Regions from separate parts of the Zea mays genome. Here regions 2 and 3 are each linked to region 1. The links are chromatin contacts, called in public Hi-C maps. All regions are on one chromosome and are shown on one strand. The core of a region is the stretch at or near the end of the contact, and the rest is flanking DNA. Distances in the headings are between cores, read along the strand shown.

What was found. A called contact is a pair of places that touch in the nucleus more often than the background predicts.
Region 2: a Hi-C map of leaf shows a contact between it and region 1, with 6 times the contacts expected there. The contact joins the promoter of LOC103638764 here to the promoter of LOC100284102 in region 1. A contact is called at or near these places in 2 of 25 Hi-C or Micro-C datasets (ear and leaf).
Region 3: a contact with region 1 is called in a Hi-C map of ear, with 2.2 times the contacts expected there. The contact joins the promoter of LOC100281081 here to the promoter of LOC100284102 in region 1. A contact is called at or near these places in 2 of 25 Hi-C or Micro-C datasets (bundle sheath and ear).

Annotation. Positions count from the first base shown.
Region 1 is chr9:103,048,440-103,052,762 of Zm-B73-REFERENCE-NAM-5.0, forward strand. LOC100284102 reads left to right here and starts at 2,886. Exons shown (of 1, transcript NM_001157000.2): 1 at 2,886-4,141. The coding sequence starts at 3,014. The coding sequence ends at 3,910.
Region 2 is chr9:103,576,555-103,580,876 of Zm-B73-REFERENCE-NAM-5.0, forward strand. It overlaps LOC103638764, which reads left to right and starts at 1,790. Exons shown (of 3, transcript XM_008661583.4): 1 at 1,790-2,150; 2 at 3,278-3,610; 3 at 3,686-4,322. The coding sequence starts at 3,291.
Region 3 is chr9:103,978,844-103,983,762 of Zm-B73-REFERENCE-NAM-5.0, forward strand. It overlaps LOC100281081 (potassium transporter 10), which reads left to right and starts at 2,405. Exons shown (of 9, transcript NM_001154000.2): 1 at 2,405-2,667; 2 at 2,853-3,402; 3 at 3,529-3,582; 4 at 4,492-4,752; 5 at 4,840-4,892. The coding sequence starts at 2,593.

The sequences.
Region 1 (4,323 bases), core at 1,636-4,135:
AACAAATCTCTCTCTCACTAATCGCTAAAGCCTTGTGTGGAATTGGGAGAGGATTTGATCACTTGGGTGTGTCTAGAATTGAATGCTAGAGCTCTTGTAAGTAGTTGGAAGGTGGAAAGCTTGGATTCCTTGAATGTGGGGTGGTTGGGGGTATTTATAACCCCAACCACCAAACTAGCCGTTTGGTGAAGGCTGCTGTCGACGGGCGCACCGGACAGTCCGGTGCGCCACCGGACAGTGTCCGGTGTGCCAGCCATGTCACCCGGCCGTTAGGGTTTGACCGTTGGAGCTCTGTCTTGTGGGCCCGCCTGGCTGTCCGGTGGCGCACCGGACAAGTCCTGTAGACTGTCCGGTGTGCCACCCGCGCGTGCTCTGACCTCTGCGCGCAGGCGCGCATTTAATGTGTTGCAGTCGACCGTTGCGCGCGAAGTAGCCGTTGCTCCGCTGGCTCACCGGATAGTCCGGTGTGCATCGGACATGTCCGGTGAATTTTAGCGGAGCGGAAATCCGAAGGTGGCGAGTTCAGAGTTGCTCTCCCTTGGGGCACCGGACACTGTCCGGTGGTACACCGGACAGTCCGGTGAATTATAGTGAATCGCCTCTGAGAGTTCCCGAAGGTGCGAAGTTTAGCTTGGAGTCCCCTGGTGCACCGGACACTGTCCGGTGGCACACCGGACAGTCCGGTGCGCCAGACCAGGGCACACTTTGGTTATCCCTTGCTCTTTTTGTTGAACCCTTTTCTTTGTCTTTTTATTGGCTTGTTGTGAACATTTGGCACCTGTAGAACTTATAGACTAGAGCAAACTAGTTAGTCCAATTATTTGTGTTGGGCATTTCAACCACCAAAATTAATTAGGAAAATAGGTGTAAGCCTAATACCCTTTCACCGGTCCCCTCACAAAAAATGCGACAAAGCCTCCAAGCGAGTACCAACACTCCCTTCGAGGCTCGGGGGCTACTATTGGGTACCTTAATTAGGGGTACCCCCAACACTCCTAAACACGGCTGGTAACCACCATCAGCGCAAGCGGCAGAGACTGATGGGCACGATTCAGGTCAAGGCTTCGTCTACTCAAGGGACGCGATCTCGCCTCGCCCGAGCCCAGCCTCGGGCGGGAACAGTAGTCGCAGATGACTTCTCGCCTCGCCCGAGGGCCTCCTCAAGCAACGGGCACACCCTCGACTCGCCCGAAGCCCAGCTCGGGCAGGCTTCGCAGTGAAGCAACCTTGGCCAGATCGCCTCACCAACCGACCGTATCACAGGCACATTCAATGCGAGGATCGCCTGACACCTTATCCTGACACACGTGCCTCAGTCGGCAAGGTCGAAGTGACCGCAATCACTTCGTCCTTCCACTGACCGACCTGACAGGAAAACAGCGTCGCTCGCCCCTCTCCGACTGCTGTGCCACCCGCCAGGGTGAGGCTAACAACAGCTAAGCTCAGCCTCAGGCGCAACAAGAAACTCCGCCTCGCCCGACCTTGGGCCTCGACCTCAGGAGGAGGTCTCCACCTCGCCCGACCCCAGGGCTCGGCCCCCGCCTCGGCCTCGAAAGATGGTCTTCGCCTCGCCCGACCACAGGGCTCGCCCTCAACCTCGGCCTCGGAAGGAGGACTCCGCCTCGCCCGACCCCAGGGCTCGGCCTCAACCTCGACCTCGGAAGGTGGTCTCCGCCTCGCCCGACCCAGGGCTCGGCCTCTACCTCGACCTCGGGAAGAATCACGTCCTCGCTCGACCCCGGCCTCGGCCTCAGGAGGAGTCTCCGCCTCGCCCGATCTTGGGCTCGGACCAACCGCACCATGGGGGATACATCATTACCCTACCCCTAGCTAGCTCAGGCTACGGGGAACAAGACCGGCGTCCCATCTGGCTCGCCCCGGTAATCGAGTAATGATGGCTCCCCGCGTGCGTCCGTGACGACGACGGTTCTCAACCCCCTACGGAAGCAAAGAGACGTCAGCAAGGTCCCAGCAGCCCCGACAGCTGTGCTTCTACAAGACTCGAGCGCTCCTCCGACGACCACGTTACCGCGTACAAAGGGCTTTAGCGCCCCTCCGACAGCCACGTTGGCATGTACACAGGGCTCATGCACCTCTTTGCCGGGCACGTTAGCGCATAGCTACACCCCCATTGTACACCTGGACCCTCTCCTTGCATCTATAAAAGGAAGGTCCAGGGCCTCCATGCGGGAGGGTCGCGCGGGAGAACGAGCCGACGAGCAGGCTCACCCTCTCTCTCGCGAACGCTTGTAACCCCTACTGCAAGCGCATCCCCCTGGCGCAGGATAACACGAGCCGCGTTTCTCCCCTTGTGTTTCATCTCGTGCCAACCTATCTGGGCTAGGACACGCAGCGACAATTTTACTCGTCGGTCCAGAGACCCCCGGGGTCGAAACGCCGACAGCCTGATATGCGAATTCGCTACCCAACCAAAGCGCAAAGCATCTATGTACACTGTGTAGTTTCAAAAGATTCCTCCGGTCTTGGCTGACCTCTCGAGCATCTATCTGTATTAACTTGAATCCATCCAGAAGGTGGAGGTTACTATAGAATAGAGTGGATCACCAGAGCTTTGTGTGGTTTCCCTTTAAGCCCCAACACCCGAAGTCTAAGCAGATCAGTCTGCGAAAGTGTGCTTGAGCCCAGTTGAGCTTTCTAAGTTCTCACGTGTGGATTGGAAGCGCGAATGCTAGCCCGTTGCATTGGTCGAATCGGGTTGGGTCAGATTTTTTCGGATGGATTGAGTCGGGTTGGTCGGGTGGCCCATGATGGGAGCATGTGACGGACGATTTGACTTGTTCATGTGAATGCAAACGGTACTGGAAGGCGTATTTAAAGTTTACGTAAACGCTTTAGGAAGGCGTCTTCTGGTGCGAGGAATGGCCAAATCCAACACCAACACACGAGACGGGGACGCCACGCCCGCGCCTCACACGGCAACGGACGGGACGCACCACCAGTCCACCGCCACCCCATCCAATCCCATCCCCACAACCGGGTGCCGCCGCCTTCTATGGCGGACTTCGGCGACGAGCTCTTTCTCGACGTCGGGGACGATGGTTTCGGAGACCTCTCCTACGTCTCCTTCTCCGAGTCCATCGAGTTGGATCTCGCCTGCCCACGCGACGTCTTTTCCGCGGGGTTTGATCCCGAAACCCTAACCCACATCCCGGGGTCCCCAATCTCCTTCGACTCCGACCCCGACCTCCGCCACCTCTCTCCCTCGCTGACCTGCTCCCCGCCCTTCTGGGGCTGCCTCGATGACGCCGCTAGCTTCGAGTGGGAGGAGATCGCGGACGCTGCCCTCGGCGTCGGCGGTGGCGCTGGCGGCGCCGGAGGGGGAGGACAAGGACTAGAAGGAGACGCCGATGCCGACGCCGACGTGTTCGGGTTCCTCGACGAGCGGGAGATGCTGGGCGTGATGGAGGGCATCGACAGCGGTGACGACGACTCGATCTTCTCCGATGAGCCTCCGTTTGACTTCGGCGATGGCGACACGGAGCTTGAAGGCATCTTCCGGAGCGGTGTCGGGTGGGAGCTGCTCCCGGTGCCTCTGGACGAGGACGAGTTCGAGGTGCTGCCGGGGCACGTCGTGGAAGTGGGCGGCGCCCCGCCGGCGGCGCTTGCAGTGGTGGAGCGGCTCCAGGTGGTGGCCGTCAGAGGCGAGGAGGTTGTGCAGGAGTGCGCTGTTTGCAAGGAAGGGATGGAACAGGGGGAGCTCACCACTGGGCTGCCGTGTGGGCATTTCTACCACGGGGCGTGCATTGGTCCATGGCTTGCCATCCGGAACACGTGCCCGGTGTGCCGGTATGAGCTGCCTACTGATGACCCTGAGTATGAGAAGCGGAGGACGAGGCGCCATTCTGCTGGTGGTTCAACACCACAGTTGGGTGCACCGATGCAGGTTTGAGCTAGGGCTGATTGGTGCTATGTCTTGGATGCAATTCCATCATTCCACGGAAGTTAGAAACCTCACTCATTGAATTGGCGCTAGGATGTTTACATGCCAGTAGAATTATACTTCTATGATCTTGATTTTTTCAGGATTTAGCTTTTGTGCTCGAGAGTTGAATGGTAAGAACAATTATCTTAACAATTTGTACATACATCTTGTTTCAATCAAATTCTTCCTTGCTTTTCAGAGGGTATAGTTACTACCATATTTGTACTGCTGGGCTAATACTTTGTTTGGCATTCAACGTAATTACAGAATCAACATTGTAAATGCTTGTTTTCTGTGCTTGGGAACTCAATTTAGTCATCCCAGTCCATTGGCGTGAACCAGTTTTGATGTGCTTTGAAAAGTAACTTATCAAGTGAAGT
Region 2 (4,322 bases), core at 540-3,039, 530 kb after region 1:
AGGCTGCAGCCGACTCAGCTCGGGTGGCGCGACTGCGTGCCGGGACGCCGTGATCCCGGTCATACTCCTCCCGGCGCCTTATTTCACTTTTGTGCCGTCGGTCGTGCGAAGCGTTGATGGAGCTCCGCGCGTCTCGTCGACTGTTGATGGCGTGGAGTAGGTCGCTCGGGGGATGAGCGATGGGCAGAAGGTGATTAGCTGTTCGAGTAAGCAGCCGCCGGTAGCCTTCCGCGTGTGGGGTTCGCGGGAGGCCGTCAGCTATCTAGGCCAGCAGTCCTCCGACTTCACTCGGCGTGTCCATTGCACGGGCGAAGTCAGAGTATAGGTTCCGAGCAAAGAGAGGGTTCTCTCGGCGCAGCCTTGCACCTTGCTCGGCTTGCTCTCGTTCTCGGTCCTGAGCTTGTCGACGATCGCAGCGGCAAGAGTTTCGCCTTTCCCGGTGTACTCGCTCGTTGGGAGATTCTCCTACTTCTGAGGCTTCGTCCCGGGATACGGGCTGCGCTGGATCCCGTTCCTTAGCTTCGTAATGTCGTCGCACGTTCCGGCGTCTGTTCCTCCGTTGTCGTGCTTCACGCTGGGTAGGTTCTTCCCCTTGCATGGTAGACTCATCGTCGGAGATGGGTGATGACTCTAATCTCCCCCGATGAAGAGGACGTCGGGGTAGAAAGGAGTCGTCGCGATGGCGCTCTTCTTTCCGTCCTCCTTTGAGGGTGAAGGTGTCGGAAAGACGGCTCAGCGTGCTCTCGTCCCCTAACTCAGAATGTTTGCTTCCTTCTTTCGAGTGATCCGTGTCCACTCCTTTGTGGGCGAGGTGGACATCAGAGTTTTTCGGGTAGGTGAGCTCCGGCCTTCGGTTTGTAAGAGGTCATCTTCGCTTGAGATGTGGGTGGTGGCACCACCCGCTATTCTGCTCTGGCTCTCCTCGGGATTTCCGAGGAAAGCTTCTTCTCCGGCGGATCTGCTATGCGGTGCAGAGTTTCCTCTTCATCTACTACGGATGAGATGGTTCCAAAGCAGAACATAGTCTCGGGACGAAGGGCGATCTTGCACTTGGAGGTGATGGCCATTGAGCTAGCTTGGATCAACGACACCCCCCTACCCGGCGCGCCAGCTGTCGGTGTTTAGAGCCCGACCACACACCTAGGGTTACCCTTGTGGTGCTTTTGGGTAGGAAAGTGCTGTTGAGTGTAACTCAATGGTTCTTGCTGGATGCACGAAAGAGAGAGACAAACAATTTTCTGCAGATTCGGGCCGCTTGGAGAGGCGTAATACCCTACTTCCTGGTGTGGATCTATATGTGGTGGGTTACAAGCGATGTCTCCTGGATGGAGAGAAGCTAATGAGATAGGTAGATGGGAATGAAAATGATGTGGTACCCTCTGCGCCTTATATACACGACCGTAGGGCACTCCATACTTACATCATGATCACATATTTCCTAAATAATAGTGAACCGACTGAACTGTTCTTCCGAAAACATCGCCGATTCATCCCTAATCCGCGCCGACATTTGTGGGCGCCACGCGTGGGAAAGTCGGACGGTATCTTTGGATAACACATGATTTGACGGGATGCCTGAGCTTGAGTCTGTGTCTGTCACCTTCTCATGTCGGCCCATTACGCTAGTAGTTTTTGTCCTGCCCATGAAGGGATGGCCTTGCGAGGTAACTGGCCCGATGCCCCACGCGAGGGCCTTTCGCCTTCTAGTGGACCCGGGGATATCTGTCCCCACAGGTCGGGTGGGATTTGATCCGTCCGTTTTTAAACCTAACGGAGGCACAATAACCGTGTACATTATTGACTTAATAGACAGTACAAATAGTATAGATAAAGAAGAGAGAGATGAGATGGGGATTGGGGAATGCGGGATGCGTGTGACGCGTGGACCCCGCACGCAAACCCTAGATCGGAAGCCGCACCCGGGCACATGACCGCCTTATCCCCGAGTCAGACCAGCGGCGGCCGGAACCGGGAGCCCCGTTGCTGGCCACGCCCCCACCGCTCGCGCGCGTCGAGCAGCTTCTCGTCGTAGTTGAGCCTACGCTTGGCGCCTACCGCCGGTTCCGCTGCCGGGTGTCCTCCCTTCGTGCCGCTGACACCAGAGGGTAGGATCCCCGCGCTTTCGACCAGCAGATCCCGCCGCGACCCAGGTAATCGATACACCTGTTCTGTGGGAGTCAAGTGCTTCCTGGGGTTTGTCCGTGACTTCTTGAATTCGGCTTCATTAATCCTAGTCGGCCACACGGATCCGTACTACTGAAAACCAGAACTTCGATTAGGTTTTTCTGTGCCCGCTTATCTGCCGCTTGCTTTCTCAAAGTAATGTATCATGGTACACTGAGCGCCTCCTTGAGAAAAGAAGCAACAAGTTCAATTCTTCACTTGTATTTCATCCTGGAAGATATGTTTAAAATGCACATGAATCAAAACATCGCTATTATTCCCACACCGAGTTTATTTCAAGTTTGCTTGTGGCAGAGGAAAGCCTGGAATCCTCCAGTTACTAGTTTTGCCATTCAGTCCGCTCACTAGGGGCGTGATTAGTTCTGGTTTCTACTTTCTAGGTAGCCAGGCTGACATGTGGCAGCCAGGGTCTCTGCATGTAGGAGCACCTTCTTTGGTTCATGTTTCCATCCATACCATCTCATCGCATAGCTTGATTGGTTGGTCTCTCCCTACTCGCCTTGTGCAGGCGCCAAGAGAGCAGCAGACATGTGACGTGCACTGCGTGAGCTAGGCTCCCCAGAAACAAAATCCCATTTCATTTCTTGGCCTAATTTGCACCCACAAATCCTTGCCCATGTGGACGTCCGTCGAACCAAACATCTACCTCCTGCATGCTGCATCCAACCAGCCTGTTCTGACTGCATGCATGAAACCAATCACACCTTAGATATCTAGTCATTTCCATAGGGGCAGTACCTTCTGTTTGCACATGAAATCCTATATTTCTACAACTATTTATGAAGCTGAACTGCTGAACTACTGATGTTTGGGTTGTTATTAAACATTGCATTTAACCATTGGAGATGTTTGTTATCACTTTAAAATTATTAATGGAAAAAGTACAAATTACTCCCCTCACCTATGGACAATGTTCACAACTTCACATAGCCCCCCACAGTGTTTTTAGTTCATTTTACACCTCCATTCGTTTGAGTTGATTTAATTTACCCCTTTACAGAATTTGTCTTTTTCCTTGTGTAATAGACACACATGGAGTGTCTCAAAGAAATCAGTTAGTAGCCTAATTCTTGAACTTGTTGTCCCTTTGTAGGAAGGAGACACTTATGGGGAAGGGACAAATATTAGCTGTTCTTCAAATAGGTGGAGAATTCAACACCGATGAAGATGGACACATGTCATATTCTGGTGGAGAGGCACATGCTATGCATGTTCAAAGTGACTGGACTTTTAGTGCATTTAAGCAAGAGATATCGTCAACACTTAACAATCTGAAGCTTGACCAGTTTGCATTCAAGTATTTCCTTCCAAAGAATGATAAAACTTTGATCTCTATTTCCAATGACAAGGACCTACGACGCATGGTTGAATTCCATGCGGAGTCAGATTCGACATACATTTATGTCATGAAGAAAGCTGACAACAGGTACTTGTCTACTGTCCTAATTTCTTGTGGTCACATTAGTAAATTGCAGAATGACACGCGGCATTTTTTTTTCAGATCAAAGAACATTGTTGCTGTCTTGGACACTCCCACAGATGCCTTTGCGATTGTCCCAACAACTCAGGATGGGTCTAAGAGACAAAAGGTTTGTGCAAGTTGGAAGAATGTGATAACTGGAGTTGGCCAAGTGTTTGAAGGACCTAAGGATTTCCGTGATGCCTTACATAAGTATGCCATTGCACATAGATTCCATTATAGATTTATCAAGAATGACTCATCTCGTGTGACTGCTGAATGTACTGGTGAAGGTTGCCCATGGCGAATACATGCTTCTAAGTCCCCTGCAAAGAAAGAATTTATGGTCAAGAAAATATCTGAAAGCCACACCTGTGAATCTGAAACAGTCAAAAGCAATCGGTTGGCTTCTCAACGATGGGTTGCTAGTGTCATAAAAGAAAAGTTGCGTGATAGTCCAAACTACAGGCCAAGAGATATTGCAAATGATCTTCAACGAGAGTATGGACTATGCCTGAACTATTCACAGGCTTGGCGTGGAAGATCAATTGCTCAGAAGGAACTTTATAGTACACACGAAGAGGCCTGCAGTCAGTTGCCTTGGTTTTGTGAAAGGATTGTAGAGACAAACCCTGGAAGTGTGGCAACTGTAGTGGCCTTGGAAGATTCAAAGTTTCGT
Region 3 (4,919 bases), core at 1,155-3,654, 930 kb after region 1:
ATTAAAATAAAATACGTCTATAGATTTTTTAAAGTTTTTTTTAAAAATTGATACTTTAATTATACAATATTTCTATGAAAAACTTGCTTCTATAGATTTTTGAAGTTTTTTTTAAAAAATTATATTTTAATTATACGGTATTTACATGAAAAACGTGCTTTGCTCAACCGTTTTCTTCTAACAATGATAATATGATGACTATAAGTAATAGTAAAATATGTCGTCTTAAAACATGTATTCCTAATAAGACAATAACATGTTAAATCAAGAGAATAAATGAAATGATACGGAATTTTCACACATGCTTGCTAGATTGAAATATCAAGCAAAGTTTAATTTTATGGTGTTTTTTACCTTTTTTTTACATAGAACCCTTTCTATATTACAGGTTTTTTCTTTCGGAAATCTCTTCTATTGAAGTATTTGGTCAGAATAGTATTTTTTTTAACAAACTATAGGATGCTCTGTGTCTCGGAGCAACATCGCCTTTGATGATAAAATAACAGGTTCCAATCGTACTGTGATGCACTAATAGCAAAATGATCGCATGCCGATGTACTTTAAAGGTAGTATAATCTACCGTGGAAACGTCTGCCCCACATGAAGCTTCTAGCAATAAACAAAATTGTCTAAATCTCCACCATGCATTATTGCGTTTAACGATACATGTCATGTGAAAGCTACAACTATCATTTAACACCACTCAAATATATAGATCCATATCGAATTCAAAAAGGAATAGACCAACTTCCATACACTGGCGGACAAAGAATTTACTTAAAAGACATGACCCACATTTTTTTCATATATAACTTTAGTAAAACTGTTTGATTCTTTAATATGACTAGATAATCGTACAAAAGATTATTACTCATTTTATATATTCTATAATGATCCTGGAGCTATTAATGATCAGTGGCCTACTATTTGATTCGCTATAAGAAATTTTTTATAAAATAGAAGGCAATGGAAACCAGAAAAACTGGTGCTTTATAAGAGTAGAAATTTATTAACAACAAAAACGGTTTTTCTTGACTATATAATTTTCACTTCTTTATTATTTTGTATATTATATCTAAAGGTGCTATCATCTGTTTTAGATAATAAATGTTACCTATAATAACGTATAGGATGGGGTATCCAGTATTTGCAATGATAGAGATGAGAGCAACTACAAGCCACTCTTTATATCCTTTTTGAATAATTGATATGAATAGAGATTTGTGTGAAAAAAATATTCTCTAACAGTTTTATTTGGTTATCGAAATATACTGGCCTTTTATTTCAGATCTGTGCCTGTCAAGAATAAAAAAATGATCCTCTAAAGTACACGAAAAGTACAATAAGATATATAAAACTATCAGAGAGCAAAAAGATATAGAAACCAATTTTATGCAAATAGCCCGATAAATGGTAATTTAAAGTCTGTTTATATTATCTAATCGAAACTTAAGTTTTTAATTAAAGCTCTATACAAACAATCTAAGGGGATGTTTGGTTTATAAGGACTAATTTTTAACCTCTACATTTTATTATATTTTAGTTCCTAAATTGCTAAATATGAAAATTAAAATAGAGTTTTAGTTTACTTATTTGGCAATTTAAAGATAAAAATATAATAAAGTAGAGGGACTAAAAATTAGTACCCATTAAACTCTAAATTTTCCTCTTATTTTTAGTCTATCTTATATTAGAGAGCTTAAAAACTAAACTAAAGTGCTTTAAAACTTTTAGAGATAGAATCACTTTATAATTATTAGAGCTTGAAAGTTTAGAAGAGAAAATCTAAATAGTTTTCATTAGACCAGAGTAAGATTTTAGAAGACTTCTGGCATAAGGACGTGAGGGCCACACCAAGCAACCAGACACGCCCTTTGGCAAAAGGGAAAAGCGCCACTTTCTCCGCTTCTTTTTTATGATCCCTTCGTCTCTTCTCTTCGGAGTAGTTGGGAAGCTAGAGAATCAAACGAGATTGGTGATGCTAAAATCTACTGCTTATTTAATTTTAAATAAAAACTAATTTGATAATCCTATTTTTAAGAGATTTTTATTTTATTAAAATAAAAATAAACTAATTTATTTTTAAAAATAAAAATAAACTAATTTATTTTTAAAAATAAAAATTCTTTAGAAAAATAAAATGGTCAAACTAACCTTAAAAAAGAGATTTTATTCTCTCTAATTATCTCCGGTTTTTGGACTAGCCCTTTGTGTCCCACTCGCCACCCCTATATTCTCTATTTCTCTCTCCCGCGTTCTCCACTTCTCGTCTCCTTCCTTCCGCTTCCTCCGTCCCCTGGCGGCCTGGCCCCTGCGGTTTCTGGTTGTCCCTCACGCCAATGTAGCTTGCCCCTGTTTTGTTGCTTTGACCACCTTAAAAACCTCAGGGCCTTCAAATATACTCACCGAATCACATCCTGTCACGCCTCCTGCTCAAATTCCTAACGCCCGAGAAACCAAGAACCGGGGTGAGGCCGCTGTGCGACGCCGTCACCTTCACCTAATCCCAACTTCCCCACTAGTCCTCAAGTGTCTCTCTTCTTCTCTTCGGTTACAAGAGCAGACCGGAGTTACCGGGCGGTGGAGGCCGCGATGAAGAGCCCTCCTGTCATGGATCCCGAGGCGCCGCCATCGCCGCCGCTGCCGGGCACTCCTCCCGATGACGAGGTATGGTGGACCGGGGTTGCCTGGTGTTTCGAAGGTCCAATCTTGTCGGGCGGCTCTTGTTCGCCGTCGCCGTGGCTCCTGAATCTCAGAATGCCCTTGTCCGTCGGTTTTCTTGCGATCTTGGAGGGTTCCGGTCCTGAAATGTGCTGATTTCTTTTGTTTGTGTGGCTGTGCTGTGCCCGCAGGAGGAGAAGCGGGGAGGACGGAACGGGGTGCCATGGCGGATGACGCTGAGCCTGGCGTACCAGAGCCTTGGCGTGGTTTACGGCGACCTCAGCACGTCGCCGCTGTACGTGTACAAGGCGGCGTTCGCGGAGGACATCCAGCACACGGAGAGCAACGAGGAGATCCTCGGCGTGCTCTCCTTCGTCTTCTGGACGCTCACGCTCGTCCCGCTCCTCAAGTACGTCTGCGTCGTCCTCCGCGCCGACGACCACGGCGAAGGAGGCACCTTCGCGCTCTACTCCCTCCTCTGCCGCCACGCGCGCGCCGCGCTCCTCCCGCCAGGACGAACCGCCGCCGGGGACGAGGACCAGTTCTTGGACGGAGCCGACGGTGGCACCAAGAAGGCTACGGCGCAGAACGGCAATGCAGTGACGCTGGGCGGGGGCGCTGCTGCCAGCGTCAGGAGGCTGCTGGAGCGGCACAAGGTGCTGCAGCGTGTGCTGCTCGTGCTGGCGCTGGTGGGCACCTGCATGGTGATCGGCGACGGTGTGCTCACGCCGGCCATCTCCGGTGAGTGAGTCAACGAACGCCTTTCGCCTTGCCTGATGGCTGATGGGCTCCGCTGCTCTCGACTTGTTTGGGCTGTGTTGCTGTGCTGTGTAGTTCTGATTCTGACATGCTGCTCTGCTGTTGCAGTGTTCTCTGCAGTTTCCGGGCTGGAGCTGTCCATGGAGAAGGAACATCATAAGTGTAAGGATCCAATCATCGCCCTCCTATTGATTTTGTATTTGTTGAGTCTAGATTTGTCTTTGTAGCTTTATAGGTACTGTTCATCGATTCAAGTTGTTAGTTAAATGCATCAGGGTCCACCTTAAAGTTTCCTGATGCAATCATACAATTGTGTTCCGGACTTGGTTTCAGCGACTTCTTAACTGTGAGATGTGTGCAAGAGTGGATTTGTGGTATTTGGAGTTTCTCATAGGAAAAGGTGGTCAAATCAGATGCCATGTAACTGAACAATTTGGTTCGCAGAAGTTGTAATGGCAGGGTGTGAACTGTTGAACACAATCACCTCGAGTTATCTCTCTGTTTAATCAAAAGATGTGGTGTAGTATACAGTTAATCCTGGAAGGTCTTTAATTGTTTAACCGGGACCAGGAACAGGAACAGATCATCAAAGATGATGGATCTTTTAGTAGTGATGTATACTGACAGTTTCTATGTGTAGCAAAATCGAACTTTTGGTCAGCATTCATGCTACAATACATGGAACTACTTACTTGTTTCAAGGTATAGTAGGTAGCAGTCTTAAACTGAACTACTCGTCAAAGTGGAAGGAAAATGGTTCTCAAGTAAGATATGCTACCCAAATTGATGTTATGTTTTAGTATATGAAAGTGGGATGGCAGAAAGATGGTACCACGTTGTAAGATTCAGGAACCTGGGAAAAGGGCCACCTGTGCTGAAAGAAGTTCACATTTGTCAAGGTCTAAATTGTGAGGCAAAGGACCTTATTCTTGACTTTTAAATCAATAATTTTTTCCTTTGTCAAGTTAAGCATGACTTTACTTTATTCTGATTCCTTTTTGTGTCGATAAGGTGCTGTTCTGTTCCAAGTCCCTTCTAACTGTATGAAGTTCTGCTAATGTGAATCTGCAGATGTGGAACTTCCTATTGCCTGTATCATACTGGTTTGCCTGTTTGCACTGCAACACTATGGTACACACCGGGTTGGCTTCATTTTTGCTCCAGTAGTGGTCACATGGCTCCTATGTATAAGCGTTATTGGTGTTTACAATATTATTCACTGGGAACCCACTGTATATCGAGCATTATCTCCGTATTACATGTACAAGTTCTTGAGGAAGACACAGAGAGGAGGTTGGATGTCCCTGGGAGGAATACTGTTATGCGTAACTGGTACTGTGCTCAGCAAACCATTTATGAACCTTTTCCCTTGATCTTTGGAGTGTCTCTTACTACAAGGTGACCCTTTCGATCTTTCAGGTTCTGAAGCAATGTTTGCCGATCTAGGGCATTTTAACCAGTTGTCAATACAGGTGAAGAAATGTCTGCTGTGAACTATT